Regions from separate parts of the Zea mays genome. Here all the other regions are linked to region 1. A link is a contact called in public Hi-C data. All regions are on one chromosome and are shown on one strand. Each heading gives the region's core, a stretch centred on a gene start, on an enhancer-like site or on the middle of the called end of the contact. The rest is flanking DNA. Distances are from core to core; before and after follow the strand shown. Region 1 holds the start of LOC103638899. Region 2 holds the start of LOC103638891 (dnaJ homolog subfamily C GRV2). Region 3 holds the start of LOC100276378. Region 4 holds the start of LOC100283451.

Region 1 (3,366 bases), core at 514-3,013:
TAAGTAGATTTCAATTCATCTAAAATAAAAGGATCTAAACAATCTCGTTATGTAACTTGTTTTACAATAATTACCTTTGACCTAACCGTTATGTAACTAAAAACTAGTCGGTTGCCCGTGCGTTGCGACGGCTCACAATAATACCCACATAAACTATCCACCAAAAAGATCTCAAGGTTTTTTTATTGATTGTCTCCGCTCTTCGCATAATATTTTTTTATGCACGCATGGGTACCATAGGCAGCAAATCAGAGACCCCATCTCTCGCCTCCCCCACTTCCAAGGTTTCGTAGAGCAGGAGGGGAAGGGAAGAGGCGGGCATACCTGTTCGTTGCCGGAGAAGGACACGACAAAGACCTGAGCATCTGGAGGCGACATATGTAGTATACAGCTAGATACATATAAGGAGAGAGCACGCAAGCGGGGAAAGAAGCCCAACCGGAGTAGCTCTAAACCGAGAGGCCCGCACCAGGCGTTAGTCCAAGAAGGGCGAGAGAATGCGAGTGTCTTTCCAACCCTGGACCCGCCGAAGCGACACAACACCACCACCAACTCCATAGCTATAGGCCTTGGTTGTCTAATATCTCAGATCTGGACTCCTCATCGCCAAGATAACCTAAGCGTGGCAGGCGTCACCATGTCCTCTCGACGACACACACAGAGAAAGGCCAGGAGCATGACTGACTGCGACCGTGGGCGGGAGCAACTAGTTGGGGAGGAAGAACAGGACGAAGGCCGGGAAGACAAACGGGACGTCAGACGACGGTGAAAACGATGGTGCGCACATGATGTGAAACGTCCTCGTGGACATGCAATAGCCACTGCACTAGTCGGTGTCGGGGCTGGTGTCGGACGAATACGGGGAGGAGGCGCCTGCTCCTGTGCCCTCTACCGAAAATGGGGTGGTGCGGAGGTGAAGGCATGAGGGGAGAGAGAAAAGAAGCATGATAGTGAACGAGATGGTGGCAACTGAGACGAGGACCATCATTATCGTACGGAGGTATAAATGGCTAAATGAGCCATGTCTGGCGAGCCGGCCCGAGGCACGACCCATTTAATAGTGTCTGGGCCAACCCGACGCGAGCGTCGTGCGGTGCTTGGGCCGTAGCCTCGCCCGTAGTGCTGGCCCGTCACGATTATTTTTTATTTTTTTAAAAAATCATATATATATATATATATGTATAATTTATATTCAGTATTATAAACACCTGAGCGTGATGTCTTATTGGCTACACAACTTCGCCCAGTGTATCGCAACCTTCTTCTATCAAGGTGTGGGTTTAAACCCACATCCTACACTGTTTTTTAACATTTTACGCTGATTTAACTAAATGGCCCGACCGATGTCGTCTATATGCAGAGGTGTGGTTTGGGTAAATAAATGCGAGGATTATAGATAAATGAGTAACCATGGGAGCTAGATGAATTAACAAGACCTCCATATTCCAATCCTATTGGTTATTAAAAAATTGACAATATTAGCTCAACTCTTGGACAAAAGTGTTCGCATCTCGTTTTCCCAATGGCTACCTATTACTAACTCGTTATTGTGTTCATTCATAGCTGAAAATTCACTTCCATAGTGATAACATCATAAATTTATGTCACATAACTATTTCTACATGATTCTTGTTTTATTTCCTGAATGACTGTTAGGACTAGCCCTAAAACATCACATAATAGTCCATGATATGGTAAAATACCGAAATAAAGGATTAAAAACACAATAAAAAATCCAACTAGTGTCAAATCACAAGCCGTGTTTGATATGCCTTGACTTTCGCATCGTGTGGAGTGCACTGGCTTCACATGAACGGCGTCGCCGCGCAGGCACAGAAGGTCCCCTGCGGCTGCGGTCACTGTGCATGGTCGAATTTGCCCATCCTGCATTGTTCTCATGGTCATGACCCTGACCTGCAAGGACAAGTCGAGACGAGACATCATCTCTTCTCTCTCCCCATCTCTCGACCCGACCTCGCTCGCCGTCTCTGTTGTGCCCTGCCCCTGTCCCTTTTCTCTCTCCGCCTCCGCCCCACCTCGGATCGAGTCCAAGCCGCCGAGCCCACTCCGCTGACCCAGAGCCTGGAAACCCCCAATCGAGCCCGACCGGAGCCCGTCGATTCCGCCGGATTCGAGCTCCCGCCGGGTGAGGCGGTCCGCCCGAATCGGCCGATTGGACTCGAATTCGGGTGGTCCGGATGCGCGCAGAGCGGAGGCTCGCGGATCTAGGGTTTCGGAGGGCCTAGGGTTAGTGCCGGTGATCTGGTGATGGTGGTGCGACGCGGCGCCGGAGCTCGGCGAGGAGGAGGGTTCGGCGGCGACGTTGGGGAAGATGCAGCGAGCCGGATATGCATGGGTGGCGCGGCGCTGAGGGGTGTGACGTCAGGAGGCGGCGTCTCGTTCGGCTCATGTGGCCAGCGGCACGCGTAGAGGCAGAAGCTCCACCACCACCGGCACAAGGACCAGCTACTTCTCCTTCTGGTTCATCTGTTCCCCCGTCTCGGACGACTTCTCTTCCGCCCGAATCGGCGGCGCAGCAGGAGTGCATCGATCTTCCTCGCCCAGTGTCACCCGGTTCCTTTGTAAAGGTGCGTCTTCGTTAGGTATTACTTGCTTGCTAAACTTGGTGGGTTTAGACTGACTGAGGTTTGCTAACCCTTTTTCTCCCTCCTTGTACCTATTTGAAGCTTCTGCAGTAGTAGATAACTAGATTGCTCATGTGGCGGACGTGTTGAGGTTTTGGGTCGAGTAAACTGTTGAGTTTGGGTGTGCTACTACCGACTGCAATCATGCTAATATGTAAATATTGGCATGGAGTTCCTTTTGCGTCATTGTATCAAATTCTGTGAACAGGCTCACTATCAAATTGGCAATTTTGTTACGCCATATGAAAGGATCTCCTATTTAATTTTTCCTTGCAAACGACGTGGGGAAGTGTCATCCAGTGAATAAGCATGCATGGGTTAACAAATTACTTAGTTTCCTATTGCAGCTGTATTTTTACTTTCTGCAAATGATGCAAGGCAGACCTTGCTTGTGCCGGTGTTCATTTCAATAACACAGTTGCCCGCTGCTTGTTTGATTGCTAACATAACGAGCACTGTGACTGTGAGTGTGAGGTTGTAATTGTTGAACTTGTACCTAACTAACAAGAGAATGGAGCAACATGCTGGTCATTGGATGACTTTTTAACACGCTGTTTAATTTTCAGGACGGTCGTGAAATTAGAGTAGGGGATTGTGCTCTTTTTCGGGCTGTCGGTGCTCCTCCGTTCATTGGATTGATACGTTGGATTGAGAAAAAGGAAGAAGCACATCCCAAATTACGTGTTAGTTGGCTTTATAGACCTACCGACGTGAAGCTTAA
Region 2 (3,366 bases), core at 594-3,093, 430 kb after region 1:
ATAGAACTAAAAAATCTGTATCACTGGAGTGGAACGACCAAAAAGGACGAGGACAAAAGGGTGTACCAGATGCGATATAATTGCAGTGTTTGTAGTTCCTGAAGCAGCCATAAAAGCTTTTGACTTCCGACCATAAAGCGGGCATAGCACAAACCCTCCACCTTCAGTAGTCTTGCTCCCATAGCTATTCCCCAAGAGAATAATTGCTGGAGAATTCATATCTCTGAATTCCAAGCACCAGCGCATATAACCAGAAGCCTCAAGGAGCTCAACACCCACAGGAGTAACCTTAAGTTTCTACAGAATGTTCAGATACCGTAACCAAAGTATTAGACATCATGTGATAATTTTTTCTATACAGCATTATATGAGTTATAATATATTAAAGATGGTCTCCGCAATCATCTAGATATCTAAATAATGACCATAGAAGTGGTGCACTACAACAATCTACCACATCCAGTCACTTATATATGATATTTCGAACAACAAACAAACTAAAGCTAAATGCAAACCAAACTTGCTTTCTGGAACATCATATGGATCTGACTGGAGGGAGTATTTATTAGCACATCATCTATTTTAGCACATTTTGTGGCACAGGTTGAATAGTAGAATTTGTTATCCTATTTTTCGTATAGTTAAAAAATCACAAAAAATTGAGCAAGAATGAATGTGCAAATATGTGAATTGTCTTCAATAGTTCTGCTTGAACTGGTAGCCTAGTGCTATGAGATCTGGTAAGTTATCTTAAGGATGAACAAATTCATTCATGAAGTAGGGTAGTACTATATGAGATTGGCATGGAAGCATCAACTGATCAGAATAGAGTTGTGCAGCAAAATTACTTGCAGAAACTAAGCCTTGGTTTATTTAAAAAATGAAACACAGCCTCGCATTGCTAGTTTTTGTTTACAGCAGCACAACACAATAGACAGTAGCGGGATGTGAAGTTGACAGAAGCGGGAATTCAGTAAGGCGGTGTGCTTACGAAGGGGGCCCACTCGTGGGTGCGTCGGCGGAGATGGAGGACGGGGAAGTCGAAGGAGTCCTGGACCGGGCGGAGGCGGTGGAGTTCGGTGAGGATCCCCGGGCGGAGCGGGGATGAGAAGCGCATAGGCTTGAACTTGCCGCGGGCATCGGTGCGGACTGCGAGCGTGAACTCGTCGGTGGCAGTGAGAGCCTCAGCATGGTCGAACTTGGAGCCGACATCGTAGGAGTTGGTGAGGTTGAGAGTGGTGGGGTCGAGCGTGACGACGCAGGAAGAGGCGATGCAAAGGACCCGGCGATACCTTCCCCTCCACGAGTGCTTGACGACGATGTACCGGGCGAGGTACTCAGGCTCCTCAGCGACCGCCGCGGGGGCGGAGGCGGATGCAGCAGACGATGTGGCAGCCTCCGCTGCGGCGTGGCGGCTGGCAAAGTCCATGGAGGCTAGACTCGGGCCCGCATTAGGGTTCCGCCACCACGGTAGGGAACGGGAAGAGTGGCGCGAGTGAGTCGACCCCAGCGCGGCGGACGATCACGAAGCGAGACAAGGATCCCCTTATTGATGCTGCTGCTGCCCCGCCGGTTGCCAGAGGATGGTGCTCGCCGGCGCAGCGGCCGGAAAATCCTTGCAGAGATTTTGTGTTGCGCGAGTTCTCTTGGTGCTTGATCGATCGATCGGTTCGTTGGCTCCTTTTCAAAGAATGTTCTATTTTCTGCCCGTTTTCAAGCTGTTGCTTGTGCTTACGATCTCACTTCTATTATCCTCTGTCTTCGAAGCTTTAATTTATAGGGGGAGGGATCGTTCAAGACAACATAGGACCGGCCGGCTTCCGTGTTTGGCTTCAGCACGAATGAAGTTTTTCTTCGCGTTACTTTTCCCCCTCTATATAAGATGTTCTGTTTATATTTTATAATCAAACAGATAAGAACGAGTAAGAACACAGTGGTATATTGTATGTTTTCTGGCCTCACTAAAACCACTGTATATATTCGAACACTACGTCAAGAAATTAATTTCTCTATATCTAACGAGGTTCTTCCTATTTTACGTTTTTCTTCAGTGTCCTTCTCAAAGTAAACTTCATATTAATTGTATCGACGACATGAACAATTACATGTAATATGTTTTACATCAACAAAGAGTAAATTCGGTCTTGTTTGGTTATATAAGCTAGATTACGGTGAAACACTACCGGAATCGGTCTCTTTGTCGAATGTTTGAAGCATTCGGCGAAGGCCGGAAAACACTCGGTGAAGGCTTTGCTGGAGAGCTCGGTGAACTGTACATCGATAACGGCTTTTTTGCCGAATACTTTTTATCGGGCACTCGGCAAAGAAAAACCGTCGTCACGTCGACCGTTAACGGCGATGGAGCCTTTGTGACACTCGGCAAAGCACCTCTTTGCCAAGTGTTACATTCGGCAAAGTGTCCAATATACCCCTTTTTTCTATTCCCTCCAAACAAACAAAAGATATATCACATATACATCACAGATATCACATAATCATCACATACATAACAGAGACCACATATTTCACAAATCTAACAAGTTTTTCACAAACATGTCTATGTTCATACCAAGTTTCACCAACATAAGTATTACCAACTCAAACATAAATTCAGGACAAGTTTCACCAACATAAGTTCACACAAGTTCACCAACATAAGTATCACAACTAAGCTAAAGAGGTGGGTGACTGGACTGGTGTGGCGATGGGTTGGGTGATCCATTAGGGTTGTTGGATGCTGCCCAGATTGTCCATGTACAGAGAAGAGATTGCATGTGTTATACCAAAGAAATATATATCATGCAAGACTAGAATTTTGATACTCATAGGAGTATGGAACTCAACAGGGTCAACTGTAGGGAACAACGGAGGTGGTGGAGCAAAACCATGTGCGGTGTCAAGACTCTACATGTACTGCAACATCTCTGTCATCCTTACCTCCATCTCCTGACGTTCCCTCCTCTCTGTTTCTAGCTGGGTCTGTAATATTCTAAGTCAATGTTATAGTAACTCAAAGAGAAGATATATAACTCAAAGAATGACGAGTTACAGAAGCACACTAACCTCGAGTTGTTGTATGCGATGATGTGAGTTGTCATGCCGAGGTCGTATGGCTAGGCTCGAGCTCGTGCTCCTTGCTCGCACATGAGACAGAGTGGGAGTGGACGACGAGTCGATTCCCCGTCGGCAATCCAATACCACCTATGTCTCTTGCCTCCTCCGACCCTCTTGAGGACATCGGGGTGAATGTCCTCGGTCCTCGGATCGTAATCTGGCCCATGGACCTCCTGTGCCATGGTGGTGTACTCATGAAGGCGGCTGTAGATGGCGGGATTGCTATACGCCTCGAGCCCATCATTCGGGTTG
Region 3 (3,366 bases), core at 287-2,786, 400 kb before region 1:
AGTGTACATCGCATCGATGAAAAAGGAAATTTTCACCTTCATGGCCCGCAACTTCAGGCAAATAGGTCGCACTGTGTTTTGTGTTGGAGTCTGGAGCTGTAAATTCAATAATTAAACCATGCTTTCCAACCTGATTCACAAGAAAGAAAAGGCTTTGATGTACAAAATGCTGAAACAATAAGCATAACAGGTGAGAAGAGCATCTGAACATGTAGATTTAAAGTGTGTGGAACTATACCTCCCAGTCGAGGTAGTCCTCTGCAATTTCATAATCAGTGAGTATAGATACCGTGCACTCCAAGGTTGGGAGTTCCTTTGATTGTATTGGGGGAAAGCGTCGGTCCCTCAGCGCACTGCAAGAGGATATCAAGATTACCGTATATCTAAACATTATCCAATACAAAGTGCACGATTGCTTTTCTACTTATTACAGCATAAGCCCATCAACATTTTGAGTACCGACCAGATATTTCAGCATTGGATCAGACATAATTTCAATACTGAAACAATAGTCACCTAGTTAGGGCGTAGTCCCTAAAGCCGCTGACAATCTGACGGGACTCCAGAGTTCCTATGCATCCCCGGAGGCGTGGTTCTGAACCATTGGCAGCCTTCTTCCAGGTCACAAACAATGGGCTAAAGTTACAAAAAAATTGACCCAATGAGTTAAAAACATGTATGCTAGAACAATGATGCCTTACAAGCCATACAAATTAATGTGGACTACACGGTTGAAAGGATCTCAATTAAAAGTCTGAATCCTGGAGTATGAATAAGAAACATCAGTGCGTCACAGTCAGAACACGAAAGCTCATCCTGTTTAACCTCCCAACTTCCCAAAGAATCTGAATGCCTTAGGATTAAACTGACTGTCCTACTTAAATCATAATCTCAGATGTGTAGCAGTGAGATTCCTTGTCCTCTCCGTCAGACAATCGCTAGAGGTAGGAAGCTGGCAACTGTCGAAAGGCGAGGTACGTGGCCATTGAAGTGTGAATACTTCACTTCGCCTCTGCCTTGCAACGAAAACTAAGACCACACGATTCCGCAATCGCCAGGACCAACAAACAGTCAATCAGATCGGATCGCGAATCAGTCGCAACAGGAGCCGAGCCGAAACCAAAACTACCAAGGCGCCGCCTTTTGCCCAAATCTAACACGAATTGGCCTAACCCTATATCGAAATGGATCCAAAACCACCTCCTCGATATGGGGGCAACACGGCCCGGTTTCGATCGCTGCGGGGAGGCTTACTGGTTTCCATCCTCGAAGGCGGGAGGCGGCGGCCGCTCGCCGGTGAAATAGGCGACGAGGGTGTCAAAGCAGTAGACCACCATTTCCTCCGTGGCCACCACCATCCTGCCGACCGCCGCGGATCCTACGCGGGGGGGTGCTGCGTCGTCTCCCGCGCGGGCGAGAGCACGGCGGGGGCGGCGACCGTCACGGGATTTGGGCGGGGGGAAGGGGAGGTAGGATGGACAAGGAAGCGATGCGTCTGTTTCTTCTCACTCTCAAGCGTGGGGCTTTTGCCTCTGCGCGGGGTTGTCTCGTTGGACGGTTTTGCCCTCTGCGGGATTGAAAAAAAATTTGCTTGTGTTTGTCTAAACGTCTCCCAGACTCCAACTCGTTCTTCAGCAGACTCCACAACTCGTTCTTCAGCAGAGTGTAACGCCTCCCCTCCCCTCTTATATTGGGTATGTTTGGTTCAAAGACCAGCTTTTTTGAGAATTTGGCTGTAGTGAGAATCTGGTTGGATAGAGAATTTAAATATCATTAGGATTATGTGCGGAGGAAGATAAATGTGTTTATAGGGTTTAGGATCTAGAAAGTGACGAATTCCTACTATTGCAACAACTCAACCGATTATGTGTTTATGTTGATTTTGAATGGTTTTTATCCAAACGAATTTATAGAAACTGGCTGAAAAGCTGAGCGTTTGGCAGTCCGCAGCAACTTTTGCCCAAAAGCTGCAAAAAGCTAAAATAAACAGGAGCATTGTTCATCGCGTAGTGGCTACAGTCGCCTTCTATCTTCCGCATGTCGCCCGACGTTCTCTTGGTGTCCCTCCCCTTCCCTCTCACGCTGGCCCTAGCCTTCCTTCACAAGCTCGAGACGACACAAACCGCCCCCTTCTGATTGGTTTGGACAACAGTTGGGAATCGGGCGGAGCGCGGGCGAAGCGGTGGCTAGGGTGCAAGAAGGCGGACTCCGATCCGATGGAGGTCAGCGGCGAGCAGGACCGCACACACGAGGGGCCACGTTGAGGAGGCATTGCCTGCGGTCGACTTCGACCGAGCTCCGGAACAATTGTCGTCGTCGTAGGTGTTCTTCGGCTCCAATGGCGGACATCGACATTCCTAGCCGCCCGACGCCACGGCGAGCCGGTTGCATGGATCTCCCCCTCGTGCCTTCATGGTGGCGATGCGGCCGACGTGGCTACAATGGAGAAGCAGGTCGTCGACCTTTGACATCAGCGTCTAAATATGTACTTTCATTTTGGAGAAGCGAGCACATGGATTGTCTCATTCGTGCGTAGGGCATGGCAAAGAAAATTCTTTTTTGTTTTAATTTTCGAAAACAAATTGTTAAAGAGATTAATTAAAAAAAATCTAAACTCTATGTGTAGCCGGCAACGTGTTTGAAAGAAATGAAAAGAAAAAATGAGGTAGTTGAAGTTAGTTGGAAATAAATGTGTATTTTATGTATAGAGTGAGAGATAGAGGAATTTTTAGGGAAACCGTTACGGGAAGGGTGAATATAGGGGAAGTACTCTTGCTGATGTGGCTACATAGTAGCATATATTGGGAAAATTTAGAGGTGACCGTTGCGAATAGCCTAATACAGTAGTAAGATTTAGATTATATAAATATCGTATCAGCTTCATCGTCTTATTCAACATATTTATTTTTACTATAACTTTGGAGTTACAACGTAACAATTGTAGCATAGCACAACACCTCGTTGAGTTTCAATCATTGTCCTACGTCACACATGGTCTAACAGACTAGATAAGATAAACTTTATTTTTTGCTTGCTTGACTAATCAACCATCTAATCACCATGAGTGCTTCCTTCTCCTCCTCGTTGTTGTCGTCCTATATTAATCCCTAACTTCTCATCTCTTTTCATGTCTCTGTCTCCATTACTTAGATTCTTTTGCATCATCATATAGGATATCCTGCTGACGAGTCGTCAGAGAGGACATAGAGCAGGTCATCATGTTAGCCTCCGACTCGTCAACCACCACCGTCGCGCTACACCTGCGACGTCGCCTTTACTTTCCCCTATCGACAAGTGTCTCGAATCACTATCGTGACTCTTCGCTTATAAAGGCAACAATGTAAAAAACAACTGAGGGAGAGAAGG
Region 4 (3,366 bases), core at 311-2,810, 300 kb after region 1:
CGACCTCTTTAGCAAGCAACTGCCGGTACAAGTCAGCTGCTCTTGAAGTATACTTTGCTTCAATTTTTCCACCATCTGTCCAACCATGCTGCTTAAAGAAAGCTTGTGCACGGTTGTTTCCTCCATAGACCATCATTTTCAGCTGTTCTGGAGTCCATGAATCCAAATTTGTTGACCTGCATATTGTAGCTGTTTTTCAGTATTGATTCAGTCATTCGATGTGCAACTGCATAAAGTAAAAATGTCAGTGAACTATGTTAAATTTCCCAAAAAATAAGATGTTACTGGTGAGGATCAGAAGGGAAAAGCATATCATGTGCCAAAGATGTAAGACCTATATGTCAAAAAATCACATCCAGAGAAAGTCAACCTGGACCATAGCTCATATTTAATAGATCTACTCAAAGTCAGATGGCAACAATGTTGAGTCCATGATAGTATGATACTGATGTCACTCAGGATCATGATAGAGGAATTTTGCAAATGTACCTTGCAGCATACTGCTCCGGTGACACTGCAAAATTACGAATAAACATGAAACTAAAGCAAAATTTTGAACCTTACCCTCATGTATAGCATATTGTGTACTAATATGCATATGCCACACCATATCACAACAGACTTTGGTACTACATATCACATGGCATCCAAACAAGTGTGGCAGGCATACAAGAACACATAAAAATTATAAGCAGATAAAACTGAAAAAAAAAGAGAACCAAAATCACAACAGGTAGAACAAAATTCAAAATTTTCATTCATGTAATTGTATTTGTTGCATATTGCAGTTGTACATACGAATACGTTATCAATCAGTCACCAACTGCAGCAGATTAATATTACTAATATGTACACGTGATCGATCAGTCAACCATTGCAGCAAATTAGTATTACTATCATGCACCGGGGGCATGGCCACAGTTCCACGTACATGGACAAGTGTGAGAAGGAAAGGGAAGCAGGTGAGGTGAGGTGAGGCGAGGCGAGGCGACCTGACGAAGGAGACGTGGACGCCGAGGCTGCGGTGCACCGCCGAGCAGTCGATGCAGAGGAAGACACCGTAGGTGACGGACGCCCACGTCGGGTTCTTGGCGTTACAATCGAAGCACATCTGCACGCGTGCACCACCATCAGAACGATTCGCGCACAGAAAAAAAAGTCACGTGGACGGCACTCACACAGAGCGATAGAAAGCGCGATCAATTGAATCAACAGTACCTTGTTGTCTGATTTGGTGCGAAGCTTGCGGAAGACGGCGTTCTTGTCTGCCGAGGCCTCTGTGGCCGCCATGGTGCCCACCCACACCAGAACGAGCCCGATCGAATTGAGACCTCTCCGGACTGGAATCTTCTTCCCGTGCTCGATCGATGGGTGGGCCAATCGATCGGCGCGGGAGAGAGGGAGAGGAGTGGCCAGGTGAGAAGAGATGGAAGGGAAGGGGTGGAGGCGAGGAGGAAGAGGAAAAAATGGTGGAGGTGGTCAGGTGGACGGGACGGTGCTGCCTCTGCCCTCCGCCTCCCGGCCTCCGGGTTTGCGTGCGCGCGTCTCCTCTTTTTGTAGGGAAGGGAAAGGCTGCTTCGCCTGCGAATTACTGCGTTTTTAATTCGACTGTGTATATGGTTTTTACATTATATTATTTTTATATTTCATAAATAATGTCATTTGACTTTTTAACATCAAATTTGACTCTCGTCTTCATTAAAATATATGTGAAAATGTAGAAAATCCAGTTCATAGTTAAAATAGATTATATGATAAAATAAATCAGAACGAAAATAAATAATAATGATGATTTTTTTAATAAACTGAGCCAATTAAACTTCAATCAAAAAAGTTAAATTAAAACGACATTTTTTATGGGACAGAGGAAGTATGATATTTTCTCTAAGACTACGGTTTAAGACACAACACAACGCACATATACTCATCTTTGAAGACGAAACGGATAGATTCTTAAAACGAGATAAATAAAATTAATTATCATAGACATCGTCTGTTATTAAAAACACAAGTTTCTTAGGTTATACTATAAGATATGTTTGTATTTAAGAGCTAAAACAATCTTATTAAATTTTAGTTCCTCTTTAGAGGCTAATTATTTTAATCACTTATAGTTTAACTTCTAAAATAACTAAATTTTAGTTATTTTTGTTTTAGCTCCTGCCATGTAAACAAGCCCATATATTTTCTATAAAATCTAGAACATGCTACTGATGCTACGGTCTTGTCTTGTACCCGAAGTCTATAGACGCTTTCGGAGATAGTGGTCTCGTGGTCGTGGAATGGACTTCCCATTTCATGAGTCCTTTTTTTTTACTCGCTTGTATCCTGGACGTGCAGGCTCAAATTTTGCTGGGCTGTAAGCCTGTATCGCATTATTGGAAAATGGAAACAGGGGGAGAAACGAGTCGGCTTTCAGCTCTCTTAGGCCTTGTTCGTTTCTATCGGATTGCACCCGGAATTGTTCCAACTAATCAAAATTTATATAAATTAGAGAAGCAATCCGGTTAGAATCGTTCCGACCTACCGATCCGACACAAACGAACAAGGCCTTAGGGGTCACATTTCTATCTTATCATCTTGAATCGTATAGGATCAGCTGGCGCAGCTAATGCTGAAAATCTATACTACTCTCCTGTCACGTGGACTCCGGCGCAGGCGGCCAGCTACTGCGCCTGCACCTAACCCTGTCTACACAAAAAATAGTGCAAAATGAGCACTCGAACCCACGTCCCCTTCTCTAAAAATTTGTGACTATTAGACCACACATATCTTAAGAGTATCTCCAAGAGCTTCTCAGAAGTCTCCCCTGAATCTAGTTTTTTTGGGAAAAACACAAAAATGTGTCTCCAACAGTTCCCCTAAAGCGCTCACAATTTTTTCATAGCCCTTAAAACTCCCTTATTTATAGCTACAAATGAGGGGTTTTCTATTCACCAGAAACAATATGCCGCTTTAAGGGATCTGTTGGAGAAAGGATTAAAATCTACCCCTACTAATTATTTAGATGACCCTTAAAACTGATTTTGAGGAGTCCTTTTCTAAAGAGCTCTTAGAGATGCTCTGATGTTTAGAAATAAACAATAAATATATTTAATAAATATCTTAATACTTATTTATACATATTATATATAATATATTAAGAATCTAACGTGGACACCTGGTGATACTACGGTTTCACTCTCCGCGCTACCACACCGTATAAAAAGTAGTGCAAGACGAGCACGTGAACCCACGCCCCCTTCCTCCAGAAATTTGGGACCACTAGACCACACATATCTTAGTGTTTAAAAATAAACAATAAGTATATTTGAATAAATATCTTAATACTTATTTATCTATAATATATATAATCTATTAACAAAT

The links. A called contact is a pair of places that touch in the nucleus more often than the background predicts.
Region 2: a contact with region 1 is called in a Hi-C map of endosperm, with 2.7 times the contacts expected there. The contact joins the promoter of LOC103638891 here to the promoter of LOC103638899 in region 1. A contact is called at or near these places in 7 of 25 Hi-C or Micro-C datasets (bundle sheath, ear, endosperm and 2 more).
Region 3: a Hi-C map of ear shows a contact between it and region 1, with 3 times the contacts expected there. The contact joins the promoter of LOC100276378 here to the promoter of LOC103638899 in region 1. A contact is called at or near these places in 3 of 25 Hi-C or Micro-C datasets (ear, leaf and tassel).
Region 4: a Hi-C map of leaf shows a contact between it and region 1, with 8 times the contacts expected there. The contact joins the promoter of LOC100283451 here to the promoter of LOC103638899 in region 1. A contact is called at or near these places in 2 of 25 Hi-C or Micro-C datasets (both in leaf).

What each region holds. Positions count from the first base shown.
Region 1 is chr9:117,634,862-117,638,227 of Zm-B73-REFERENCE-NAM-5.0, reverse strand. LOC103638899 reads left to right here and starts at 1,763. Exons shown (of 5, transcript XM_008661683.3): 1 at 1,763-2,588; 2 at 3,212-3,366. The coding sequence starts at 2,349.
Region 2 is chr9:117,206,504-117,209,869 of Zm-B73-REFERENCE-NAM-5.0, reverse strand. LOC103638891 (dnaJ homolog subfamily C GRV2) reads right to left here and starts at 1,843. Exons shown (of 22, transcript XM_008661674.4): 1 at 992-1,843; 2 at 67-297. The coding sequence starts at 1,429.
Region 3 is chr9:118,030,313-118,033,678 of Zm-B73-REFERENCE-NAM-5.0, reverse strand. It overlaps LOC100276378, which reads right to left and starts at 1,536. Exons shown (of 5, transcript NM_001374001.1): 1 at 1,255-1,536; 2 at 517-636; 3 at 239-353; 4 at 37-130. The coding sequence starts at 1,358.
Region 4 is chr9:117,331,031-117,334,396 of Zm-B73-REFERENCE-NAM-5.0, reverse strand. LOC100283451 reads right to left here and starts at 1,560. Exons shown (of 7, transcript NM_001156352.1): 1 at 1,219-1,560; 2 at 993-1,111; 3 at 1-176. The coding sequence starts at 1,290.